Regions from separate parts of the Mus musculus genome. Here all the other regions are linked to region 3. A link is a contact called in public Hi-C data. All regions are on one chromosome and are shown on one strand. Each heading gives the region's core, a stretch centred on a gene start, on an enhancer-like site or on the middle of the called end of the contact. The rest is flanking DNA. Distances are from core to core; before and after follow the strand shown. Region 1 has its middle 27 kb from the start of Lars2. Region 2 overlaps Cdcp1 (CUB domain containing protein 1). Region 3 holds the start of Tmem158 (transmembrane protein 158).

Evidence for each region. Hi-C and Micro-C count contacts between places; a contact is called where the count stands out from the background.
Region 1: a contact with region 3 is called in a Hi-C map of cortical neurons, with 2.3 times the contacts expected there. The contact joins the enhancer-like site here to the promoter of Tmem158 in region 3. A contact is called at or near these places in 6 of 39 promoter capture datasets (3T3-L1-derived adipocytes, the HPC-7 cell line, HPC-7-derived erythroid cells and 3 more), 25 of 484 Hi-C or Micro-C datasets (the AML12 cell line, B cells, the BV-2 cell line and 16 more), 6 of 115 datasets of contacts at active chromatin or transcription factors (bone marrow-derived macrophages, embryonic stem cells, extraembryonic endoderm stem cells and 3 more) and 1 of 9 other capture datasets (macrophages).
Region 2: a contact with region 3 is called in a Hi-C map of sperm, with 2.7 times the contacts expected there. The contact joins the enhancer-like site here to the promoter of Tmem158 in region 3. A contact is called at or near these places in 12 of 39 promoter capture datasets (the HPC-7 cell line, cranial neural crest, embryonic stem cells and 8 more), 5 of 15 datasets of contacts at CTCF or cohesin (CD8 T cells, the NIH/3T3 cell line, large pre-B cells and 1 more), 164 of 484 Hi-C or Micro-C datasets (2-cell embryo, 8-cell embryo, the AML12 cell line and 100 more), 38 of 115 datasets of contacts at active chromatin or transcription factors (the 230-238 cell line, the 3134 cell line, CD8 T cells and 27 more) and 4 of 9 other capture datasets (adipose tissue, liver, macrophages and 1 more).

What each region holds. Positions count from the first base shown.
Region 1 is chr9:123,338,084-123,341,031 of GRCm38.p6, reverse strand. No RefSeq gene overlaps it. Among named protein-coding and RNA genes, the nearest start is that of Lars2, 27 kb to the left of the region's middle. Within about 2 kb of position 1,416, at least 26 of the 459 cell types and tissues checked have an H3K27ac peak or open chromatin away from gene starts, as enhancers often do. A contact at or near this core is called in the BV-2 cell line, the N1E-115 cell line, cortical neurons and 1 more, where this site is marked.
Region 2 is chr9:123,173,286-123,176,189 of GRCm38.p6, reverse strand. It overlaps Cdcp1 (CUB domain containing protein 1), which reads left to right. Exons shown (of 9, transcript NM_133974.3): 8 at 371-455; 9 at 2,264-2,904. The coding sequence ends at 2,687. Among named protein-coding and RNA genes, the nearest start is that of Gm23323, 12 kb to the right of the region's middle. Within about 2 kb of position 1,574, at least 14 of the 459 cell types and tissues checked have an H3K27ac peak or open chromatin away from gene starts, as enhancers often do. A contact at or near this core is called in the Ba/F3 cell line, VIP interneurons, muscle stem cells and 2 more, where this site is marked.
Region 3 is chr9:123,259,271-123,262,059 of GRCm38.p6, reverse strand. Tmem158 (transmembrane protein 158) reads left to right here and starts at 1,271. Exons shown (of 1, transcript NM_001002267.2): 1 at 1,271-2,789. The coding sequence starts at 1,515. The coding sequence ends at 2,375.

The DNA.
Region 1 (2,948 bases), core at 167-2,666, 79 kb before region 3:
ATATATGTGCGGTGTGCATTTGTGAATATGAATGTGCATGTGCCACAGTGGGTGGAGGTCAGAGAACAACCTTCAGAGTTGGTTCTTCCCTTTTACTACGGGATCTGGGGACTGGACTCAGGTCTTGAGATTTATGAGACAAGCGCTTTTACCTACTGGCCCATCTATCTAGCCCTGCTTATAAGGCCAGATAACATAAGATTTTATGTTTTATAGTACTGTGATGGGTAATACTAACTGCCAATTTGATTGGATTTAGAATCATGGAAATAGATTTCTGGCTGTATCTGTAATGATGCTACCAGATAGAATTAGCTAAAAAGAGAAGAACCACACTAAATGTGGGTGGCACCATTCCACAGACGGGGTCAGGAGTCAGAGGGTGGGGGATGCTTCACACTGAATAACAGGGGAGAGCAAGCTGAACATAAGCTCTCTGCTTCCAGACTGCAGACACATGACCAGCTGCCTCATGCTCCTGCCGCCGTGCCTCCTCTCTGTGATGGATTGTATTTTCTTAATAAACCCTTCCTTTCGTGTGTTGCTCTTGTGGTAAGTGGTCATAGCAGGGAGGAAAGTAACTAATACAGGTGGCTGCTTCTTTCCCCATAAATACTGCGTGCTGCACTTAGCTGTGAAGTGAAGTCAGGAGAGTAGACCAGAAGAACCCCTTCAGACTCATTCCTACACTATGGCTAAAGTAACTCTTAGGAGCTCTCCAACTGGGTGTGGCTTATTTTACAAAGAATATACCAAAAAGCCCAAGGGTTAAATGGCTTACTTTATGTAAATAGTTCTCAAAAGTATGGTCCCAGGATCCACCAAAGCAATACCATCTGGAAACTTGTTAGAAATGGGAATGCATGGAGCTAGAGAGTGTAAAAGGCCAAGTTAACCTGTAAGCCCTACCTGCCCAAGGACAGAGATAACTTCCTGGGATGCTGGTGGCTACGGTTTTGGGAAATAGCAAGTCACTTTTTTTTTTTTCTCCTCTAAAGAAGTTTGTTTATACCGGCTGTGCTTGACTGGATGTGGGCAGGAAATATGTCAGGATACATGCTTGCTGACGGACCTGATAGGAAATACAGTGGCCCTATGGTTTTACTCTTTGTAAGTCTCTGCAAAAACATGACTCATTGCCACTTCCTGGGGACCCTGGAATGGACCTGGCCAGAGTCCATCATTCTGGCCAATATTTAATTAAAGCTTGCTTCAGATTTGGCTCAAAATTGTGGAACTGTTTTTGTTGTTGTTGTTGTTTTTATGAATCTCAGGTTTAACAGGAGATGGCTCAGCCTTTAAGAGAACTGGCTGCTCTTCCAGAGGATTCTGGTTTGGTTCCCAGCACCATGTCACCACAACCAGCTATAACTCCAGTCTCAGGGGATCAAATATCCTCTTGGGGCCTCTTATGGCATGACACACACATAGTGCATAAGCATACATGCAGGAAAACACCCATATACATGAGAGAGGGGGGAGGGCAAGAGAGAGAGGGAGGGGGAAAGGGGGAGATTATCTGTCCAAACTCTAGAGCCATTGAGTCAAAGCTGTAGGTGTGGAACCCAGCAATCCAAAGAGTTTTAATATAGGCTAAGTTTTGAGAACCCCACAGTGAAGTAACTACCAGAGGATGCTAGAATTGATCAGACTTGGTTTTAAATCGGCCAGGTTTCAAACCTGGAACAAATGACTAAAGTGTCTGTTTAACATATCAAAGTGGACCTGGCTGCCAGGTTCTCCTACATTCTTCAGTCCCTACTTGTTACAAGGCCCTTCTGCCTGGCATACCCAGCCCCCTACCCTAAACTTTCCCAGTCCTATGGGCAGGGCTACTCCTCTCTATACTATCCAACCATTTGGATTACTCACCCACATTGTGCCTTTGGGCCTCCTGGCTGCTGCACCTGGTTCCCCTCTCTCTCTTCTCCCCCCTGCCCCCACACCCAGCCTCCTCACATAGCTCTAGGTCATGTCCATTCTGGACTCTCCCAGATGTGCCTGCCTCAGTCTATGCTTTCATTTTATCTACAATAAACTTTCTCCTCCATCATACCTAGGAGTTGTCATTTGGTGCCAAAACCTGGGACCAGTCATATTCTTTTCCTTTATATTCTCCCCTCCCCCCCCCCCCCCCATTCAGAATCCTGACTACCTTAGCTTTGTTCCCTTAGCAAATATCTTAATGTTTTCTGTGGTCTTGTTTCCTGATTTGGAAAGGGAAGACATGAGAAACTGCCATTGTACCTTTTCTGTCCCCCTTACACCTTTCCTTCTGGGTAATTAAAAAGAAGATACGGAAGCCACTGACAGCCTGACATGGTGACTCTGAATCCATGGAAGAACCTGTACCTATGCCTGTACCTGCCATTTCCTCAACTTGTGGTTCTCAGGGCTTCCCTGACTAACTTAAAGATAGCAGGAGAGACATCAGAATACACAGCCTCCAAGACTCAATTTATACTGCCTGGCTGGACCTAAACTTCCCTCCGAGATGCCTCCAGCATCCCTGGCATGCAGACTCACTATCACCAGTGTGTCCCTCCAGTCAGGGTTCATGCCTCTGTCTGAAGCACCAGCCCAGAACTCTCTGTCCCCCAACCCTCAGGCTCTTCCTTGGAGCTTTCTCTAAGATAAAATAAGCCAGACCACAGCTGCTTCCACCTCTAATTACTGTTTTCTTCATTTGCCTGCTTTTCCTTCTTTCTCACTCTAATGTCAATACCAGAAGGAGGAGGTTGTCAGGGCAACCCAGTGTGGAGGCTGGAACAGAGTGGAGGCGGGAAGCCCATCCTTGACCGAACCTTAACCCTGTTTGGTTGAACACCCACTGGGCTCTCAGCTGCCCTCTGTATCCTGGTAGCAAGATTGTGAGCATTTGACATTTCTACTTTATTTTTCCTATCCTCCCCCTCAGATAACATCTTCCACCTTCTTCTGACTCTCCC
Region 2 (2,904 bases), core at 325-2,824, 86 kb after region 3:
TCGTAACGAAATTCAGACAACACAGTGGTTAATATGCATGTACCAAACAGCTCAAAGGAAATAGTTCCACTGGAGACATAAACCTGGGGCCTTGGCTTTCCCTCTTAGCTCAACTGAGTTTTATACCCAGGGAGATTCTGCATGATTAACATGGGTGGCCTCTAAGAATCAAACTTGTAATAAACTGTCTGACTTCCTCTCCTGGAAAAGTACCAGCTGACAGTTCCTTTAAAGATGAGGCTCAGACCTGACTCAGTCACCTTCAGAGTTTTGTATCAGAAGGGACAAAGCTGGGGACTGTGAACGTATCCAGTTCTTCCTTATGCTAACTCTCTCGTCTCTTCCTTTGCCCTCCCATCTCTGCTCACAGATTTGGCTGTCGTCATTGGTGCAGCAGGAGGTGGAGCTCTGCTGCTGTTTGCCCTGGTACTCATCATCTGCTTCGTGAAAAAGAAGTAAGTGGAGTCTCTCCAGCTGTCTTTAGCTGATTTGATGCCTCCCTTGGATCATACTCGATAGGTGGATGGATGGATGGGTGGATGAATGGATGGATGGATGGATGGATGAGTGCTAGGATTACAGGCATGTCTCCATATCTAGCTTATTCTTATCAATGATGTTGGGGTTTTTTGCTTCCCAGTTCCCCACAAAGATCAATGTTAAATATTCTTACCAAGGCTACATTACAATTTCACAGGGTGGAGAGGCACACCTGGGGAACACACACATGCTCGAGCACACGCGTGCGCGCGTGCACGCACACACACTCTCGAGCACACACTCACACACGCGCATGCACGCATGCAGTGACATCCTGGCCCCAGCACAAGTCTCCAGTGTTTGCTTTTGAAGCTGGTAGCAGGAGTGATTTTAGCAGGAACCACTCCCACTGCTACCTGGAGAAAACACAAGCCTTTTGCCCTGGCTTGTTCTCCTTTGGTTTGGTTTGTGCTTATCTGTGGGACTGCAAGCCAAAAGGTGGCCCTAGAGCTAAGAGGAAACAGGGCCTGATTAACAGCAGCTTCAACTACTTGAAAGGTAAATGACTTTTTAAATAAAATCTACTTTGATGTCAGACTTCAGAGTTTAGCTGTCATGCCTCATTCTCCAAACTGTTTCAGATTAACCTGAGACTTACCAGCACAGGCAGTCTCTCCGTGGTCTCCAACTACATAAGGCTGCTGGCTGACATGCTTGCACGAAGCCCCTGTCCCAAAGTTGTGTGTGCGTGGAGCTGGGCAGGTTCTTTAAGGACAAGGGGAAATACTGATGCTGAACTTGTTTCTGCTGTAGGTGTTTATTGAGAGTCTTCTTGGTACTAGGACCACATAATGTACTGGGGACAAACCAGGGGCAAGACAGAATCTTTTCCACATTCCATCAGTAGAGGGAAAAAGCCAGGCACTGTGAGGACCTGAGGGAAGGATGTCTGCTGAAGGCCAGATGGATTTTTACCTCACTAAAGCCGCATCTGGGATTAGTGAACTGCCAGCCTTTCATTCTACAGCCCATTATGTTAATTGGACTGATGGCCTCCTTTTGAGTCAGCTATTGTCCAAGTCCCTGTGCCTTGTTCACGCAAGGCGAAGCTGTGTGCCCATGGCAGACATGCCAACAATTGTCCACATCTGAGTACCAGAAAATACCACACACCCAAAGCTAATGGCTTCACCAAATCCTGGATTTTGTCTTCGCTTTAGCTTTTTTTCCCTGGTGGCTGCTGTTGATGGGATGGGACAGAGCCACTCAGCTAATGATGAGCTGTTCTGTCCTCAACTCTAGCAGAAAATTAGCTAGCTTGTACCCTTCTCTCCTCCTGAGTCATGGACATTAACTGTCTGGAATTAGTTAATCAGCTTTGCTCTGTGAAAGAGAGGCAGCACTATTAGTACAGGTTAGTACTGAATGTTCTAGAAGGTTGGCCTGGGCATGCTGAGCTGATGTGGTTTAGAAAGGCTTGTTCATCCCTATTACTGGGAAGAAAAAGGGGAAGAAATTACCAGATATCTTCATTGTTGGTTTCCCTGAAGTCTATCAGAGGCAAAACAAATTCACTTAAACCACCTCTTCCACTTAAGATCCGTCAGTTTCCACCTTGGAAACCTGAGACAAGAACAATGTGTTTAAGGATATCCCCTAGAATAGTTTCATTTTCAAATGCTAACAGCCTACAAGGGCAAGATGAGCTAGGCTTAGAACCCCAAGGACTCCCGTGTGTCACTTATCTGTTTCCTCATTCTGTTGTGCCATTCTCTACAAACAGGAAGAAGGTGGATAAGGGTCCTGCTGTGGGTATCTATAATGGCAATGTCAATACCCAGATGCCCCAGACCCAAAAGTTCCCGAAAGGGCGAAAAGACAATGACTCCCATGTGTATGCTGTCATCGAAGACACCATGGTGTATGGGCACTTGCTGCAGGACTCGGGTGGATCCTTCATCCAACCAGAGGTGGACACCTACCGGCCCTTCCAGGGCCCCATGGGAGACTGCCCTCCCACCCCACCCCCTCTATTCTCCAGGACCCCAACTGCAAAGTTCACTGCAGAGGAGCTGGCTCCTAGTAGCCCTCCTGAGTCTGAGAGTGAACCTTACACTTTCTCGCATCCCAACAAGGGGGAGATTGGTGTTAGGGAGACTGACATCCCCTTACTCCATACCCAAGGACCAGTGGAGACTGAAGAGTAACTTGGCCCCATTCCAAAGACTTTGCTGAGATGCATGGCACCAGACATTGAGACATGAAGAACTGTCCCATCAAGAAGTCAGAGGGAAGCCCAATCAGCTAGAAGGAAGAGTAGCTTTTGCAAGGTGCCATCAAATCTTGATCTTCTGGTGGACTGCTTCCAGTGATGGGCAAATCATGACTTCTATGAGGATGCCATCCTAAAGCTCAGGCCTTCCT
Region 3 (2,789 bases), core at 22-2,521:
CCGGTCTGGTCTACATAATAAGTTCCAGGACAGCTAAAGCTACGAAGTGAAACCTTGACTCAAAAGAAAGAGCAGGAGAAAGAATGAAAGAGAGAGAGAGAACTATTTAGAGAAATATATTTAGCACTTTGTACCCAGCAATGGCTGTCATCCTGTCCTTCACAGGCCCTTGGGAAAGCTTAGCTGGCTTAGAGGGAGGGTCACTCTTAGATTTACAGAGCACAACTGTTTCAAGCCATTTTAGGGGTCAGTTGACATTAGTTTCCAAGTGTGAGGCCAGAAAACAAGGGAAGTGCAGTTTGCTCCTTTTTGTGATGGGGATTGAACCCTGGGCTTGCTAGGACACTAGGAAAGCACCCTTCCAACTGAGCTGCCTCTTCTTCCCAAGAACGTTTTTTGTTCTTTACAGAAAGCATCTTTCTGTGTAGCCCAGGCTGTCCTCAAACTCATAATTCTCCTCACCACCTTAGTACTGGATTTTGTTTATTTGAGACAGGTTTTCAGGTAGCCCAGGCTGGCCTCTCCAAGGAACTTGGACTCTGGATTCTCACTTGGGATTACAGACTTGTACCATCAAGCTCAGGACTCAGGTAGGCTTCTTAATATAAATTGTATCCTATTAAATTACTCTTGACAACTCCACCTCTCCACAATATACATCCCGGAAGACTGATATTCATGGACTCTAACATACAAATTTTTTGTGTCTATGTGCACACTAGACTGCAGGTGTCCTCAAGCATCCGACCTGTGGGATTTGCATTCCCATTGCCCCAACCAACACCAAAACTTCAGAATTTTGAGGATTTTTTTATGAGTTCTCTTCCTGTAAAACAAAACAACGAAACAAAAACAAAACAAAAAACAAAACAACAACAACAACAAAAAAACCCATATGTATCTATTGTGGTGAAGACACATTAAAACCAGCCAGACTCCAGATCTGAATTTCTGAACTCAGCAGAAAGGTACAAGAGTCCTGTCTCTGGCTCCTGAGGTAGCCCGGAGACTTTCTCCCTTCTTAGTTTCTCCTAAGCAGAAAGGAGGTACTGATTAGCTCTCCTGGGGGCGTGACAGAGGGACTGTCTGGGCTCCGGGACTCGCTCTGGGCTTCCCGCCCTCGGGGGTCCCCTCGCTCCGCCTCCACGCACCGCCCTGTCGCTCAGGTCTTCAGTTCCCGCCCCTGCGAGTGGAGCCCCGCCCTCCCAATTCCCCGCACCCGGTGAGCCGGGGGCGGGGCGCGCGGAAGGCGGAGCCGAGCAGGGGAATCCTCTCTCGTTTCGCCGCGAGCCAGCAGAGCCTCCTGGCCGTCCAAGGGCCCCAGCTCTGGGGGCAGCGGAACCTCGACGAGCGGAGTCTGAAGAGGCCATCGCGGCCCGTGAGCCGGTGTCGTCCCAATACACTGGCAGAGTTCCGCCTCGGCCTTCCAGGCCCCGCGGTTCCCTCACCGGACGGTCGCCTGCGCGCCATGCAGCCGCCGCCTGCCCCGCGCGCGTAGGCGCTCGCCACAGGCCATGCTGCCCCTTCTCGCCGCGCTACTGGCCGCCGCCTGCCAGCTGCCGCCGGCGCACGGCGGGGCCACGGATGCGCCCGGCCTTGCAGGGACGCCCCCAAACGCCTCGGCCAATGCGTCCTTCACCAACGAACACTCCACCCCGCGTCTGCTGGCATCGGCGGCATCGGCGCCCCCAGAGCGCGCGGGCCCAGAGGAGGCTCCGGCGGCGCCCTGCAACATCAGCGTGCAACGACAGATGCTGAGCTCGCTGCTCGTGCGCTGGGGCCGCCCGCGGGGCTTGCAGTGCGACCTGCTGCTCTTCTCTACCAACGCGCACGGCCGCGCCTTCTTCGCCGCCGCCTTCCACCGCGTCGGGCCACCACTGCTCATCGAGCATCTGGGGCTGGCGGCGGGCGGCGCGCAGCAAGACCTGCGCCTGTGCGTGGGCTGCGGCTGGGTGCGCGGCCGCCTGCGGGCTCCCGCCGGGGCTCCCACCGCGCTGCCTGCCTACCCGGCGGCCGAGCCGGGGCCGCTGTGGCTGCAGGGCGAGCCTCGTCACTTCTGCTGCCTGGACTTCAGCCTGGAGGAGCTGCAGGGCGAGCCGGGCTGGCGGCTGAACCGCAAGCCCATCGAGTCTACGCTGGTGGCCTGCTTCATGACCCTGGTCATCGTGGTGTGGAGCGTGGCCGCCCTCATCTGGCCGGTGCCCATCATTGCCGGCTTCCTGCCCAACGGCATGGAGCAGCGCCGGACCACCGCCGGCGCCCCCGCGGCCGCTCCTGCAGCCGTACCCGCGGGGACTACCGCCGCTGCCGCCGCCGCTGCTGCAGCTGCTGCTGCTGCTGCCGCGGCTGTCACCTCGGGGGTGGCTCCTAAGTGACCCCCTCCGCCCCGCGTCCGCGCTGTGTAAGCGCTCGCACGCGCCTTCCTCACCGGAGACGGGGCAGGTGCGCTTCGTGCTGTCCTTATTGTTCATCCTTTTCCCGGGAGGGGACCGCAGAGAGGCACAAATGAGGTGGGAAAGTGGGGTTTGTGCTGAGGTTCTGGTTCGGAAGAGCAGGGGCAAGCTCTCGGGCTGAAGGGTGGGATCCACGCGTGGCTCGAGGACACAAGGGAAACCGGCTCTTTCCCCTGCGGCACCCCCTCCCTGCGCCCACATGCCCTTTATTTATGGCAGAAAGTGACCAGATCCTGTGTATTTGTTTTATATATTTAATAACTGTTTTAAATGAAAGTTTTAGTAAAAAAAAATACAAAACAAAAAGATTCAACTGCTAAAGCTGTGGTAACAGGA